5 separate regions of the Mus musculus genome follow, and all the other regions are linked to region 3. A link is a contact called in public ChIA-PET, HiChIP or PLAC-seq and promoter capture Hi-C data. All regions are on one chromosome and are shown on one strand. Each heading gives the region's core, a stretch centred on a gene start, on an enhancer-like site or on the middle of the called end of the contact. The rest is flanking DNA. Distances are from core to core; before and after follow the strand shown. Region 1 holds the start of Zc2hc1c (zinc finger, C2HC-type containing 1C). Region 2 overlaps Batf (basic leucine zipper transcription factor, ATF-like). Region 3 holds the start of Fos (FBJ osteosarcoma oncogene). Region 4 overlaps Jdp2 (Jun dimerization protein 2). Region 5 holds the start of Eif2b2 (eukaryotic translation initiation factor 2B, subunit 2 beta).

Region 1 (2,700 bases), core at 174-2,673, 190 kb before region 3:
CACACACAAGGCATATATTCACATAGACCTCGGAGTTTCTCTCTTCCTCTCTCTCTCTCTCTCTCTTCCTCTCTCTTTCTTGTGTGCGTGTGCGTGGGGGCGGGGGGGGGGGGGAGGGAGGAAAGGCCTATATGCCTATACCCAGCCTGGGAGAATCTGAGACAAGAGGATTAAGTAGGCAGGAGGACTAACTAGTGCTAACCATAGACTAAATAGGGAGCCTGTCTCAAAACAAACAGCAAACAAAACAAAACAGAAGAGACTCCAGTGGGATCCTAACACAGAGAGAGACAGACCCAGGGATGGGAAGGGGAACTTTTCTTGCACAAGGAAGTTATGTATACTTGAACACTAGAGATTCAGGGGGAGAGTATGGAAACGAGTTAGAAAAGATGTATGGGAAAACCCATAGAAGCTGACTGAGGCAGGGTCCTAGTCCGTGGGAAACCTCTGCAATGTGGAGAAGGCCGAAGAGCCAACTGGGAATGAAAAGAATGACTGACAATCTGCCCTAGAGAGTCCACCAAGGAATTTTTTTTTGTAGCGCATAAAAGCTGACATCTGATCTGTTGTATTAACGAGACTGCTGTCTACTTTATTTCCCACGTGCTCGAATCTTCTGTGTAGTTACAAGAAAAACGGAGCTATCTGTTCCAAAACAGCTTATCCAAATGAACTGAAGCACGAAGAAGACAAATAAACTCTCTTCTGTTGTCAAAAAGTTACAGAGGACCATTTAATGTTGAAATCAAGTTATGTTCATTACTGTTGATCTGGTTGTTAACTTTATTATTGTTACTTTTGGCTGAGTCATTCCTGGGCCCTAAGTAGTAACGGTCACGTGAGAGTGAAACGTTATAATAGCAAAATGATTAGATTGGCCATAGAAACTACCCTGGGACTATAACACGTAGTGAAATAATAGTAAAGCTAATATAATAGCAAGCGCCAAAGCATTGCGAGGGAAGACAGCCCGGAGCATGTAGCCTGGAGCTCTTACATAGCCCTACCTGGGGCCTGAGCGCAGTAGCCGAGCGCACTCAGAAGGGTGATCAGCAGTCCCACTCCCGCTAGCTGGACAGACTCCCGAATCCTGGGGCGGGATGATTCCGCAGCCCATCTAGGGGCTCCACCCTTCTCCAGACAAGGGCACACCCTAAGGTCTGGGAGCTTCATTCTCGGAGAAATCCAAGTTCTTCTTTGATGTAGCCCCAGAAAAACCTCTCCAACCCCTCCCCAAGGGAAACGCTGATCTGAGCTGCGGAGTTGGCTGCACCTCGACAAGTGACCCGACTGCACCCGTACTCCACCTCCCTTCCCTCCTCCCCTCCCCACCTCCCTCCCCACCTCCCTCCCCACCTCCCCGCACTCCCTCCACCACCTCCCTCCGTCCCTCCAACCCAATCTGCCCCGGCGGCTTTCGGATTGCTTGTGGACTGCGCCTGCGCACATCTGGAGCTAAAAGTTCTCAACCAGAGGCGGTGCTCTGGTCTCCAGGCAACGGGATAACAGAGGTGGACAGAGAGCGCCTGCGTGGACGGCGGTTGGGTTTAGTCAGGTGTGGAAAACTAGGTCTTGGGGATTTTCCCTGAGCTGGAGCGGCCCCCGAGCGCCTCAGGTACGCCGAAAGGGGAGATACTGAGACCTCCCGAGGGGTTGGAGAGTGAGAGTTTATCCCTAGAGGCCGGGTCCCAGTAAGGACTCCCGTTTGACCCTCTGGGACAGAACATGACTCTGGAGTTCCGGATCCAAAGCGGGCTGGGGCGCTCAGGTGTCTGTCACCCCCTCTCCCAACACACTCTCTTTACAAGCCTGGTGCGGTTTGAGCCATAGAGCATCTTTGCATGAGGGCTTGACAGCCGGGCACCTGCTTCAGGCCCGGGTGGCTCGTGCTCTTTGTAGTTTGTAGCAAGGGGAAAGTCCAGGGAGTGCTTTGGGCCAGGCCCTGTCGCCAGGCCACTGTTCTCACCCCGTAAAACCGTGGGACTGGACTCAGAGCGGCCTCTGCAATTTACAAGAACCCGGGGCTGGTAAGAGCAGGTTGCCTGTTTTGTGTCACGGACGACCTTCTATCTAAAGCTTTTCCCACCCATTCCATAAATGGTGTAGAGCAGGTCATCTACAGGCCTGGAGGAAAGTCAGTGGCAGAACACCTGTGTCACGTCCATTCTTTGGTCCTCGGGGCTTAGCAATGTCTGGCCTGGCACATAACCATCACTCCCTAAATGCTTATTGAAAGAATGTCCTGGCAGAGCCAACACCACAGTCCCGAGAAACGTTTAAAGGGAATGTGGGTAGGGCAAATGGACAAACAGTTTACTCTAGCAGCCGGGAGTGAACCTCAGACAAATTCTTCACATGTATCTGCTTTAAATCTCCCCTAGGCTTCGGTCCAGGCACTGAATGGCTGGTCTCCAGTTGGCTCCACATCTGCCTGTGGGCGTTATGTTCCCACATAATAAAACAGAAGCTCCTGGACTCCACTCAGCTAAGCACGACCCTTACGAACAAAGTGACTCTTCCCAGCGGCCCTCGATGGGACATTTGAGGAATAGTTTCCAGTCGAAGCTTTGGAGCAACACAGAAATGGAGCAGGAGGACGAGGTCTCCACCCGCCCCAAAAGGAACGTCTGCACAAAAGCCCGGAGGCACTCCTGTCCCCACAGTGCAGGAATCAGGCAGCAAGGCTCAGGGAACAAT
Region 2 (2,700 bases), core at 72-2,571, 230 kb after region 3:
AGGGGAAACTGGAGACACCCCCATTCCTGTAGCTGTCGACATTAGCTGCCCAACGGGCACCCCGTGTAGCCTATAACCACCAAATGGCAAGGTTAACCCAGATCTAGTTAGTTAGAACCTGTCACCAACAATACTAGTCCTCCCTGGAGGACCCAATGTCAGGAATAGCAGGCTCCAGCTGAGGATCTTTTTGGACTAGTCATCTTGCCTTCAGGCGAAGCAGCTGGCATCCAATAGGAAAAGAGAGTCCTCCTGGGGCCACGCAGCCAAGACCACCAATGATCACCATGGTCATGGAGCCAGGGCTGGCTCATGTTGAAAGATGACGCTTCAATGGAGTGCTCTTCCAGGGTGGCAGATGGAAGTGGGCGATTCTGTGGCTTCAGGGGCGTGGCCAACTCAGCCCGTGGTATTATGTGATGTTGTGCTGCTATCCCTTGGGAGGGCACTGGGGGCACAGGGGGCTGAGGACTTCTCGTTGCTCCTATAGTCAGACCCTCAATACAGGAGAGGCAGAAAGGAGGAATCCAGTGGGAGCCCAGATCTTCCTGGCTATGGGTCTTTGGATCCAGCATTTGAAGTTTTTGTGCTTCTGAGGAGACACACATGAGGACCACAGCACCTCTCATAACTGCTGCCACCAGCCTGTTTTTAGGGACCCAGGCAGTATGGTTTTGCTCCAGGTCTCAATTGGTTTCCTTGGTAGGATGGCTATACTGACTGCAGCAGCCGTTGTGAGAACCCTGATGGGCCTAACCACATTCTGAAAGGTGAAGAGAGCAGGCTAAGGTGGAGCAGGGAGGGAGGCAGGCTCGCTTGATCTCCACACTGCCTAGTAGAAGGACATTTCCTTCACACACACACCCTCACCCCTCTCCCTCACTGAGTTCCGTCCCTTCTCACACCCGGAAGTTGGGTAGGGGTATAGTCATTGTCTTTGTGGATAAACAGCTGACCCCAACTGTCCCTTTAGCTAGATGAGTCCTCTCCAGAGGCCCTGCTGCCCTCTACAGCTTAGAGGGATGGGGCCCAAAGCAGCCACTTCCTCCTACAAGTCATTCTTTCTCTAGGGAGTGGCCAGTGTCTGCAAGGCTCCGAGCTTACAGACATTCCTCTTGCAAGCAGCCGTCTGGCTTTAAGAGGTAAAGACACACTTTGCCTCATGGTGAGAGGCAGCAGGCAGTGGTTAGTCAGGTCTACCCCAGCGTGGGCTTTGGCATCTGTAGGCCCAGGAGGTGACAGGAGAAGGCCAGCGGGAGCTCCGCAGAGCGCCTGCTAGTGACTTGCCCTGCAGTCACTTCCCGAAAACTAGGCCGGCCTCTAGGCGGGGAGACGATCGGAGCCCGCCCACCCAGTCCGTCCCTCCTTGCTGCCTTGGGGTTTGCCCAGGCTCTTCGGAGCACGGAACTTACAGTAAATGGTGTAACCAGTGGAAACTCTCAGAGGGGGCGAGGAAAGGGCCAGGACTCAGGGCCCCAGTTCCCGTCTTAGCATACCGCTCCACCAGGTTCATTTCGCCCACCTTTCAGTAACGGGGCGCTGCCTTCCTGGTAAAAGGCTGACCTCCCTCTGGGATGTGCCAGAAAACAAAAACCAGCGAAATGCCCAGCTGGCCTCAGCCTGCAGGAACAGCAGCAGCCAGGGATTGAGCATCCAGTTGTCGGCTTCCCTCAGCCCGCTTGAGATGGGGGTTTCCTTTGCACCAGACTAGGGGCCCTGGTTAGCTCAGAGAGCATTCAAAGTGTCGCTGAGGCTCAGCGCCTTCCCATATGACCTTCAAAAGAAATGGAAGCTGTCTTGATGAGCAATGTCAGGGTCCTCTGCTCCTCCACAACTTAAAAGAGAAACCCCGACTGTACTGAGTTTCCGTGATTGGCAGTATAGCTGATAAATCCCATCTCTCCTTAGCCTGCAGCTCACTCCTGCTGGATCATTTAGGGTTAATTTTAAATGTCAAGTTATCGTACATCTGCTAACCACTATACTTTTGAGTCAACATTCTCATGCCAACAATTGATGTTATCAGCCAGTCAGTCCACAAACACTTAAGTTCACTTGGAGCTTAAACGGGCATTTAATACATGCTTAAATAATTAAAGCAGGCTTTAATTATTTGTATCATATTTAATAGGGTTTTTAAACTTGCCCGGGCGTTAAAACGACCTAAGACACCTGTTAAAAGCTCAGATTTCCAGAACTGAGGTGTTGGCTCCGTTGGTAAAGTGCTAACGGAGGACCTGAATTGTGTTCTCAAGCACCCATATAAAAAGTGGGGCGGGGGGAGCACGTGGCTGGAATGTGGGCGATGGCGAGATTGGAGGCAGATCCCTGAAAGCCCGAGGGCCACTGGCAGTTCCAGGTAATGAGACATCCTCTCTCAAACAAAATGTGGACGGTGCCCGTGGGAGTTCTTCTGACCTCCATGTGCGTGTCACACATGCGTGCACCTGCACCCATACATGTGTGCACACACATGGAAAAGAAAAGCCCAGATTCCAGAGTCCAAATTTCTTCCCAAATCCCAGATCTGCAGAAGAGCTGCCTGCAAGCTTCTGGCCTGAAATGAGGTTCCTTTGCCTCTCAGGGGACTTGGGGGAGGCCCCCAGGACTTGGCAAGGTTCTGTTTATTCAGGTCCGGGAACCCCATTATCTGGAGAAGTTGTTGTTTCTCAGCAACTTCTATGCCCCAGTGCTGTGGTG
Region 3 (2,700 bases), core at 13-2,512:
TACACTGAAGCACCTGACCTCTTCAAAGTTCCATCTTCCAAGACTCAAAGCTGTTCTCAGGTCCCAGACGCCAAAATCTCGGCACAGCTGGGAACCTTTCTTCCCGTCCCCTCTGCGCCCCCACCCCCCTTCCCAAGTCCGATCTGGAAAATCACCCGCTGCAGGCGGGTTCCTTGTAAGCGCAGTTTCCAGGCTGCACGTATTCAGACCCCCATCTCCCCAGCACCGACTTGCTTTCTCCTCCCCCCCCCCCCCCGAGCTCACCTCACTTTGTAATTCTGAGCTCCCCCCCTGCCCCGACTCGCCCTCTGGTCTCAGCTCAAAACTAAACATACGACCCCTTCAGGCATACTTGTAGGGTGGTTTTGCACAATGTTTATCCGTCAGTGTCAACGGGGACTGTCGCCTTGATAGCTCTAAGTGGCTAAGGGTCGGGGAGTAGGTGCTGCCGTCCTTTAAAACACGAATTTATGAATGAACCCAGTACTGTAGTTAAATCAGGTTATTGTACACTTATTTACAATCCTTCACTTGCTGCTTCCAACCTCAGTCCTAAAGTTTCTCCAGGCAAGGAGCTGGAGAGAGGGGCTGAGAAGCTGACCCCCCCTTTTTCTTCTCTGCACTGATTTGGGATGGGGGGCTGATGTGGGCAAGCTTTCCTTTAGGAACAGAGGCTTCGAGCCTTTAAGGCTGCGTACTTGCTTCTCCTAATACCAGAGACTCAAAAAAAAAAAAAAAGTTCCAGATTGCTGGACAATGACCCGGGTCTCATCCCTTGACCCTGGGAACCGGGTCCACATTGAATCAGGTGCGAATGTTCGCTCGCCTTCTCTGCCTTTCCCGCCTCCCCTCCCCCGGCCGCGGCCCCGGTTCCCCCCCTGCGCTGCACCCTCAGAGTTGGCTGCAGCCGGCGAGCTGTTCCCGTCAATCCCTCCCTCCTTTACACAGGATGTCCATATTAGGACATCTGCGTCAGCAGGTTTCCACGGCCGGTCCCTGTTGTTCTGGGGGGGGGACCATCTCCGAAATCCTACACGCGGAAGGTCTAGGAGACCCCCTAAGATCCCAAATGTGAACACTCATAGGTGAAAGATGTATGCCAAGACGGGGGTTGAAAGCCTGGGGCGTAGAGTTGACGACAGAGCGCCCGCAGAGGGCCTTGGGGCGCGCTTCCCCCCCCTTCCAGTTCCGCCCAGTGACGTAGGAAGTCCATCCATTCACAGCGCTTCTATAAAGGCGCCAGCTGAGGCGCCTACTACTCCAACCGCGACTGCAGCGAGCAACTGAGAAGACTGGATAGAGCCGGCGGTTCCGCGAACGAGCAGTGACCGCGCTCCCACCCAGCTCTGCTCTGCAGCTCCCACCAGTGTCTACCCCTGGACCCCTTGCCGGGCTTTCCCCAAACTTCGACCATGATGTTCTCGGGTTTCAACGCCGACTACGAGGCGTCATCCTCCCGCTGCAGTAGCGCCTCCCCGGCCGGGGACAGCCTTTCCTACTACCATTCCCCAGCCGACTCCTTCTCCAGCATGGGCTCTCCTGTCAACACACAGGTGAGTTTGGCTTTGTGTAGCCGCCAGGTCCGCGCTGAGGGTCGCCGTGGAGGAGACACTGGGGTGTGACTCGCAGGGGCGGGGGGGTCTTCCTTTTTCGCTCTGGAGGGAGACTGGCGCGGTCAGAGCAGCCTTAGCCTGGGAACCCAGGACTTGTCTGAGCGCGTGCACACTTGTCATAGTAAGACTTAGTGACCCCTTCCCGCGCGGCAGGTTTATTCTGAGTGGCCTGCCTGCATTCTTCTCTCGGCCGACTTGTTTCTGAGATCAGCCGGGGCCAACAAGTCTCGAGCAAAGAGTCGCTAACTAGAGTTTGGGAGGCGGCAAACCGCGGCAATCCCCCCTCCCGGGGCAGCCTGGAGCAGGGAGGAGGGAGGAGGGAGGAGGGTGCTGCGGGCGGGTGTGTAAGGCAGTTTCATTGATAAAAAGCGAGTTCATTCTGGAGACTCCGGAGCAGCGCCTGCGTCAGCGCAGACGTCAGGGATATTTATAACAAACCCCCTTTCGAGCGAGTGATGCCGAAGGGATAACGGGAACGCAGCAGTAGGATGGAGGAGAAAGGCTGCGCTGCGGAATTCAAGGGAGGATATTGGGAGAGCTTTTATCTCCGATGAGGTGCATACAGGAAGACATAAGCAGTCTCTGACCGGAATGCTTCTCTCTCCCTGCTTCATGCGACACTAGGGCCACTTGCTCCACCTGTGTCTGGAACCTCCTCGCTCACCTCCGCTTTCCTCTTTTTGTTTTGTTTCAGGACTTTTGCGCAGATCTGTCCGTCTCTAGTGCCAACTTTATCCCCACGGTGACAGCCATCTCCACCAGCCCAGACCTGCAGTGGCTGGTGCAGCCCACTCTGGTCTCCTCCGTGGCCCCATCGCAGACCAGAGCGCCCCATCCTTACGGACTCCCCACCCAGTCTGCTGGGGCTTACGCCAGAGCGGGAATGGTGAAGACCGTGTCAGGAGGCAGAGCGCAGAGCATCGGCAGAAGGGGCAAAGTAGAGCAGGTGAGCAGCGATTCTGGACCTTTGTGGGCTGGGGGGGGGGGGGGGGGCGGAGACTGACGCACAGACCACACAACAGAGAAGGGACGCTACTGACTGCACTTCCTGACCAGGAGCTGTGGCTGCTAGCCCTTTCCCTCCCTT
Region 4 (2,700 bases), core at 95-2,594, 150 kb after region 3:
AAAGGTGGCTTCGGTTTGCAGCCCCTGTCTTCAACAGCCATTCATGTGAACTTGCTCATGAGGCCCTGCCCAGAAGCAACAGAGATTCAGCCCTTAGCCACTTGCACTAGATGGACTTGGCTAGGGAAGAAAGGTGGCCAAGGGCAGGTAGTTTTCAGTACTCAACCTTTGGAAGTGCTTTGGAGGGCCAGAGGCTTGGCCCTGGAAGGCTTTAGGGAGACCCTGGGATTTCCTCATCCCTGCAGGAGAGGTGGTCGGCCCAGCCTAGCTGGCCTGGGCTGGCCAAAGTTTCACCTCTGGACTATCCTACTTTGTTGGTAGGGAGCAGGGGAACCCCTGGCTCAGTGCAGCCGGTTTATGTGGGGAATGTCTGGTATGTTTGTCATTTGGGTGTTTACTTTCCAGGGTGCTCACGGTCCCTGGTGTTGAAATGTGGCTTCTCTGTGTTGGAGGGGAGTCTTGTGGGCCTGGCTAGTGGCTCTAGGCCCAGAGCCCAGCAAGGCTCTTCCCCCAACACTGCACCCCTCTCTCTCTTTTCCATGCCAAGGAGGAAGATTGAATGTGCCTCTAGAGCATGTACGGTGTCTTAGTTACCTTGTCACATGCAAAAAAAAGATGCTTGCAGAGCCTTTCCTAAGCTCCAGGCTCTGGGCTGGATGGAGCTGTGTCCTTCCAAACCCACTCTGTGCCATCCCTGTGCACTGAGGAGTCAAGATTCAGAGAGGCCACGTGACTCGCCCAGAAGCCCACAGCCTTTCTAACAGAGCATCTGATCTCCGACCCTGAAGAATGGTACAGCTTGTGCCATGCCCACATGCCCAGGCCTGGCTCTCTCTGTGTGTGCTACCGTCCTAAGACCCTTCAGATTCTAGCAATACTGTTAGCTTCTGCTTTTCACTGTGCCCCTGCCTGCCTGCTCTTAATGTTCCTTTACTGCTTTATCCATGTTACCTTCTGTGAGAGAGTCAGTGTATTTCCTGCACCTTGGGTTAAACGTGCTGTTTTCTTTCTTGTTCTCAAAAAAAAAAAGAGAGAGAGAGAGAGAGAGAGAGTCTCACGTAGCCTAAGCTGACCTTGGCCTAGATACTGTAGCCAGCGATGACTGAATTTCTGATCCCCCTGCCTCCACTTTACAGGTGTGCACCACCACGACCAGTTCATGCAGTGCTGAGGGTGAAGCTGGGGCCCTTCTGCACCATAGGCAAACACTGTCACTGAGTCATAGCCCCAGCCTTCAAGAGACATAATTTTGAAACTGCTTTGGAAATGTCAGATGTCACACGTCAGTCTCATGTGGCCACCGAGGCAAAGTGTGTGGCCCGAGGAACATGATCAAAGGTGAAGACTAAGCTGAAGAGAGCGGGAGGGGCCCTTCCATTAGCTCTGCAGCTCTGCAGCTGTTACCCTTTCCTCTTCACTGTACGGGCAGTGGTTTTTTTGGTTTTTGGGTTTTTTTTTTTTTAATTTAAAAAGACCCAAAGAGGAGAAAGCAGAACGAACATTGCTGTCAGAAGTAGAAGCTTCGGTTGTGACTACATGTTCCCATTGTGAGAGGACATGGCTGAAAAGACTGTGTGTGTGTGACACATGTAGACCATAAGCCTTTCCATAGAGCATAAATGTTTGGGCCCCAGGGGCAAAAGATCTAGATTTGAACCCTGAACTGTCACCGATCATACCAACAGCTTTGTCTATAAAGGGAGAGGTGGTAGAGAGCTGTGCTAGAGAACCCCAAAGATGGAGAAGTAAATATTGTTTGTTTGTTTGTTTGTTGTTTGAGACAAGATCACACTGTGTAGCCCTGGCTGTTCTGGAACTTACTCTGTAGACCAGGCTGGCCTTGAACTCACAGAGATCCTCCTGCCTCTGCCTCCCGAGTGTTGGGATTAAAAGTGTGTGCCATCAACGACTGGCAAGAAGTAACTATTCTTGATTTAATTCATGAATATACATTGAAGGCCCTTTCCTTCCACAGGGTGTTCATCTGGGTGAAGGCAGTAGAGAGAGGGTAAGATATTTATGTAGGTAGAGTAACTATCAATAGATTGATAACCTCAGGGAAAAGTGACCAGAGACAGAAGCATACGTGAGAGAGGTGAGCACAAGTCATCAAAAGCCCCTGGAAGGAAACAGACAGGAAGATGATAAGAAGAAAGGCACTCTCCATTGAGGTGGCAGTGAAATGTAGAGCAAGGAGTCCCAGCAGAAGGGACAGCACTCGGAGAACCTGGGGACAGGGAAGAGCACTGTGCTCTGATGATGAGACAGGAGGCCCCAGTTGCTGAAGTCAAAGGTCAAAAGAAGACAGGCTATGGAAGAGCCGGTCAGAGACGGTTTCCTTCTCCCACTGGGCCCTGTAACAGACAAAGGTCTGTGCTATAGGTAATGGAGGCTGTGGAGGGCTGAAAGCAGAGATGACTGACATTTTAGCCAGGGGAGGCCTCCCGGGAGCCTTTGCGGTGGTGAAGGGCTCAGCTGGGAGGGTCTGATTGGGAGAGGCTGTGGTGATGGTCATCTGATCCTCTGGTGCTTACAGGCAGGATCCCTGCAGACTGTTAAATGGGCTGCCGGGTGGGGTGGGGTGGGATTAAGGTGATTTCAGGTTTGCATTTGGTTGAACAGTCAGGCAGAGGGCAGTACTTACAAAAAGAGCACAACCAGAAGAGAAATGTGTTTGTAGGAAGACTGGCCAAGGGCTCA
Region 5 (2,700 bases), core at 8-2,507, 250 kb before region 3:
GCAAATATTTACTTTTTAATGTACTGCTGCATTCTATTTTTCTAGTAATTTATTAGGTTTTTCTTTTTGTTTTGCTAATGACAGGTACAGTTTTCCTGTACTATCTTTATATGATTTTGATACCGATCTAATCCCTCTGAAGACAATTTATCAGCTGTAAGGAAAGTCTTAAAAGTCTGGAAGATTCACTTTTGAGACATTTATCTTATATTTTTGGTTGTGAGCCTAGCCTTTAATGGCTGAGCCATCTCGCCAGCCCAAGACGTTTATCTTAAATAAATAAGAGATTCTAATTCCGTTTGGGTTCAGGGGACCCAGGATAAGCACAGCCTTTTTACCTCCCTAACTGCTTCAATACCGTGAATCTCTTTCTCAGTTTGTAAAGCCGGGGGAGGAGAACCTACCTCATGTAGCTGTATGACAGTAAGAACTTACAGCACTCAATACCTAGTAAGTGTCGGGTCAATGGAAGGACTTATTACATTGCATGTACTCGCCGGCCTCCAAATTGCAGGACAGCATTCTTGGTGTCCTATTAGCTTCTACTTTGTTTGTTTGTTATTTCGAGACAGGGTTTCTCTGAATAGCCCTGGCTGTCCTGGAACTAACTTCGTAGACCAGTCTGGCCTCAAACTTAGAAATCCACCTGCCTCTGCCTCCCAAGTGCTGGGATCAAAGGCGTGCGCCACCACAGCCCGGCTAGCTTCTACTTTGAATCTCTTTCATTAGTGACATTCCTTAGGGCTTTCGAGGCCGAGGATATAAAAAAGCAAACAACAACGTAAGAGCTAGGAATAGGAATGGTGGTACCACTTGCCTAGCACCTGTGAGATCCTACGTTCAATTCCTTGCACCGAGCGGGGAAAAGAAAGATAAAGTCGGTGGGGAATGGAACCCATTGGAAAAGGTGAACATGTTCAACCCGCGTTGCAGCAGCACTTTTCTGGGCGTCTCGAGCCCTGGACTCGCACTCATGGAGGCGTCTGCCAAGCATCAGGCAGCGATGGAGCCAGGAAGGAGGAAAGCCACTTCTGCTGGTCGCAGGGCGGGAGAGCCGCTCGCTGTTCCCATAGCAACCAGACTGGCCAGCGTCCTCCGGGCCTCCCGGCTCGGCGCGCAGACTCCCAAGGGGACCCTTCCAGCCGTCACTTCCCGGCGGTGCGCCCAGCTCCGCCCTAACACGTTTCTGATTGGCCTCAGCAGAGGGAGGGGCGGGCTTACAACTCCACGAACTCAATTATGTTTCACCGAGCGGAAGTTGACCTCTCTCGGCCCGGAAGTGAAACAGTGCTTTGGCAATTGAGGCTTCTGTAAGTGAGTCCCGGGACGGTGTTGGAAATGCCGGGTGCCGCGGCGAAGGGCTCGGAGTTGTCCGAGAGGATCGAAGGCTTCGTGGAGACTCTGAAGCGAGGTGGCGGGCAGCGCAGCTCGGAGGACATGGCTCGGGAGACCCTGGGGCTGCTGCGCCGGCTTATCACGGACCACCACTGGAACAACGCGGGTGCGGCAACTCATCCTCGTTCTTGTTCTATTCCTGAAGCTGATATTCACTTTCACCGCGCGCCTGCCCCGTTCACTCGGTCTCTCTTGGGTTTCAGGGGACCTTATGGATTTGATCCGCAGAGAGGGCAGGAGGATGACGGCTGCGCAGCCCTCCGAGACCACCGTGGGAAATATGGTGCGGAGAGTCCTCAAGATCATCCGGGAGGAGTATGGCAGGTCAAACTCACAGCTTGGGTGGGCTCCTGGTGGGACCAAGGGGTGCTGGCTTTTGGTTGTTAAACCGTGCCACCTATCAGCTTGAAGCCTCTGTTGTGGCTGAGCTGCTCCCGTTGCCCCAGTGATCACTCTTTGGGTCTTGTTGCCTCCATAGACTGCACGGGCGCAGTGACGAGAGCGATCAGCAGGAGTCCCTGCACAAACTCTTGACATCCGGAGGCCTGAGCGAGGATTTCAGCTTCCATTTTGCCCCACTTAAGGCCAACATCATTGAGGCGATTAATGAGCTGCTGGTGGAACTGGGTAAGAGATCTGATCACTAAGTGGACAAGTTAGGTCGCAGGCAAGTGAAACAGTCCCCTAGAAATTGTGCATTGACAGGGATAGGCGAGATCACCAGTCTTCTGGTTTGAACACCCATTTGGTAGGAGTGGATGGAAAACACCAAGCTTATAGTAACTGCATCTTTCAAGACAGACCTGCTCTTTAACAGTATATTAAGCGAGAGATTTCTTTTAGGGGAAGTTATTTTATTTTATTTTATTTTATAGCAAATGAACTTGCTGGGGATGTAGCTCAGTGGAAGAGTGCCTTACTTGAGGCTCTGGGTTTCATTCCCAGTGCTGCAAAAAACAGAAAACGAGTTCCCCAAAGCCGCATTTGGAAGTTTCTTTTTCACTAAACTTCATCTTGACTTCAAAAAATGTTTACTATTAGTGGTGTGTGTATGTGTGTGTGTGTGTGTGGGTCACAGGGCAACTTTGTAGAATTTGCGCATCCCCCTTTATGTGGGTTCCAGGGATGGAGGGCAGGTTTCCAGGTTTGCCCATCAAGCACATTTACCCACTAAGCCATCATGCCCACCCCTTTGAGGTATTTATATACATACCGCCTCCATCCTCACTTGCAGATTTTTGTTACAGTCTGTTCTTCAGAGATTTAACACTGGGTACTGGGGATGGAGAGATGGACGGCTCAGCG

The links. ChIA-PET counts read pairs in DNA pulled down with a chosen protein or histone mark. HiChIP or PLAC-seq counts read pairs in DNA pulled down with a chosen protein or histone mark. Capture Hi-C pulls out chosen DNA fragments and counts their contacts.
Region 1: an H3K27ac HiChIP or PLAC-seq map of trophoblast stem cells shows a contact between it and region 3, with 16 read pairs. The contact joins the promoter of Zc2hc1c here to the promoter of Fos in region 3. A contact is called at or near these places in 2 of 39 promoter capture datasets (cranial neural crest and embryonic stem cells), 11 of 484 Hi-C or Micro-C datasets (Sertoli cells, differentiating embryonic stem cells, embryonic stem cells and 3 more), 14 of 115 datasets of contacts at active chromatin or transcription factors (the SCID.adh cell line, bone marrow-derived macrophages, effector CD8 T cells and 6 more) and 4 of 9 other capture datasets (adipose tissue, embryonic stem cells, liver and 1 more).
Region 2: an RNA polymerase II ChIA-PET map of effector CD8 T cells shows a contact between it and region 3, with 18 read pairs. The contact joins the enhancer-like site here to the promoter of Fos in region 3. A contact is called at or near these places in 1 of 39 promoter capture datasets (embryonic stem cells), 1 of 484 Hi-C or Micro-C datasets (regulatory T cells), 11 of 115 datasets of contacts at active chromatin or transcription factors (CD8 T cells, the SCID.adh cell line, bone marrow-derived macrophages and 7 more) and 3 of 9 other capture datasets (adipose tissue, liver and pancreatic islet).
Region 4: an RNA polymerase II ChIA-PET map of effector CD8 T cells shows a contact between it and region 3, with 17 read pairs. The contact joins the enhancer-like site here to the promoter of Fos in region 3. A contact is called at or near these places in 1 of 15 datasets of contacts at CTCF or cohesin (the NIH/3T3 cell line), 6 of 115 datasets of contacts at active chromatin or transcription factors (CD8 T cells, effector CD8 T cells, embryonic forebrain and 1 more) and 1 of 9 other capture datasets (adipose tissue).
Region 5: a contact with region 3 is called in a promoter capture Hi-C map of pancreatic islet. The contact joins the promoter of Eif2b2 here to the promoter of Fos in region 3. A contact is called at or near these places in 1 of 39 promoter capture datasets (cranial neural crest), 5 of 484 Hi-C or Micro-C datasets (B cells, CD4 T cells, embryonic stem cells and 2 more), 8 of 115 datasets of contacts at active chromatin or transcription factors (astrocytes, effector CD8 T cells, embryonic stem cells and 5 more) and 3 of 9 other capture datasets (adipose tissue, liver and pancreatic islet).

Annotation. Positions count from the first base shown.
Region 1 is chr12:85,287,168-85,289,867 of GRCm38.p6, forward strand. Zc2hc1c (zinc finger, C2HC-type containing 1C) reads left to right here and starts at 1,424. Exons shown (of 3, transcript NM_172414.4): 1 at 1,424-1,618; 2 at 2,385-2,700. The coding sequence starts at 2,404. It also overlaps a transcript of Acyp1 not described here.
Region 2 is chr12:85,704,365-85,707,064 of GRCm38.p6, forward strand. The region is part of intron 2 of Batf (basic leucine zipper transcription factor, ATF-like); the gene reads left to right. Among named protein-coding and RNA genes, the nearest start is that of Batf, 19 kb to the left of the region's middle. Within about 2 kb of position 1,322, at least 326 of the 459 cell types and tissues checked have an H3K27ac peak or open chromatin away from gene starts, as enhancers often do. A contact at or near this core is called in CD8 T cells, the SCID.adh cell line, adipose tissue and 7 more, where this site is marked.
Region 3 is chr12:85,472,628-85,475,327 of GRCm38.p6, forward strand. It overlaps Fos (FBJ osteosarcoma oncogene), which reads left to right and starts at 1,263. Exons shown (of 4, transcript NM_010234.3): 1 at 1,263-1,553; 2 at 2,308-2,559. The coding sequence starts at 1,413.
Region 4 is chr12:85,623,532-85,626,231 of GRCm38.p6, forward strand. All of the region lies in intron 2 of Jdp2 (Jun dimerization protein 2), which reads left to right. Among named protein-coding and RNA genes, the nearest start is that of Jdp2, 25 kb to the left of the region's middle. Within about 2 kb of position 1,345, at least 91 of the 459 cell types and tissues checked have an H3K27ac peak or open chromatin away from gene starts, as enhancers often do. A contact at or near this core is called in CD8 T cells and effector CD8 T cells, where this site is marked.
Region 5 is chr12:85,218,224-85,220,923 of GRCm38.p6, forward strand. Eif2b2 (eukaryotic translation initiation factor 2B, subunit 2 beta) reads left to right here and starts at 1,258. Exons shown (of 8, transcript NM_145445.4): 1 at 1,258-1,501; 2 at 1,599-1,719; 3 at 1,874-2,022. The coding sequence starts at 1,339.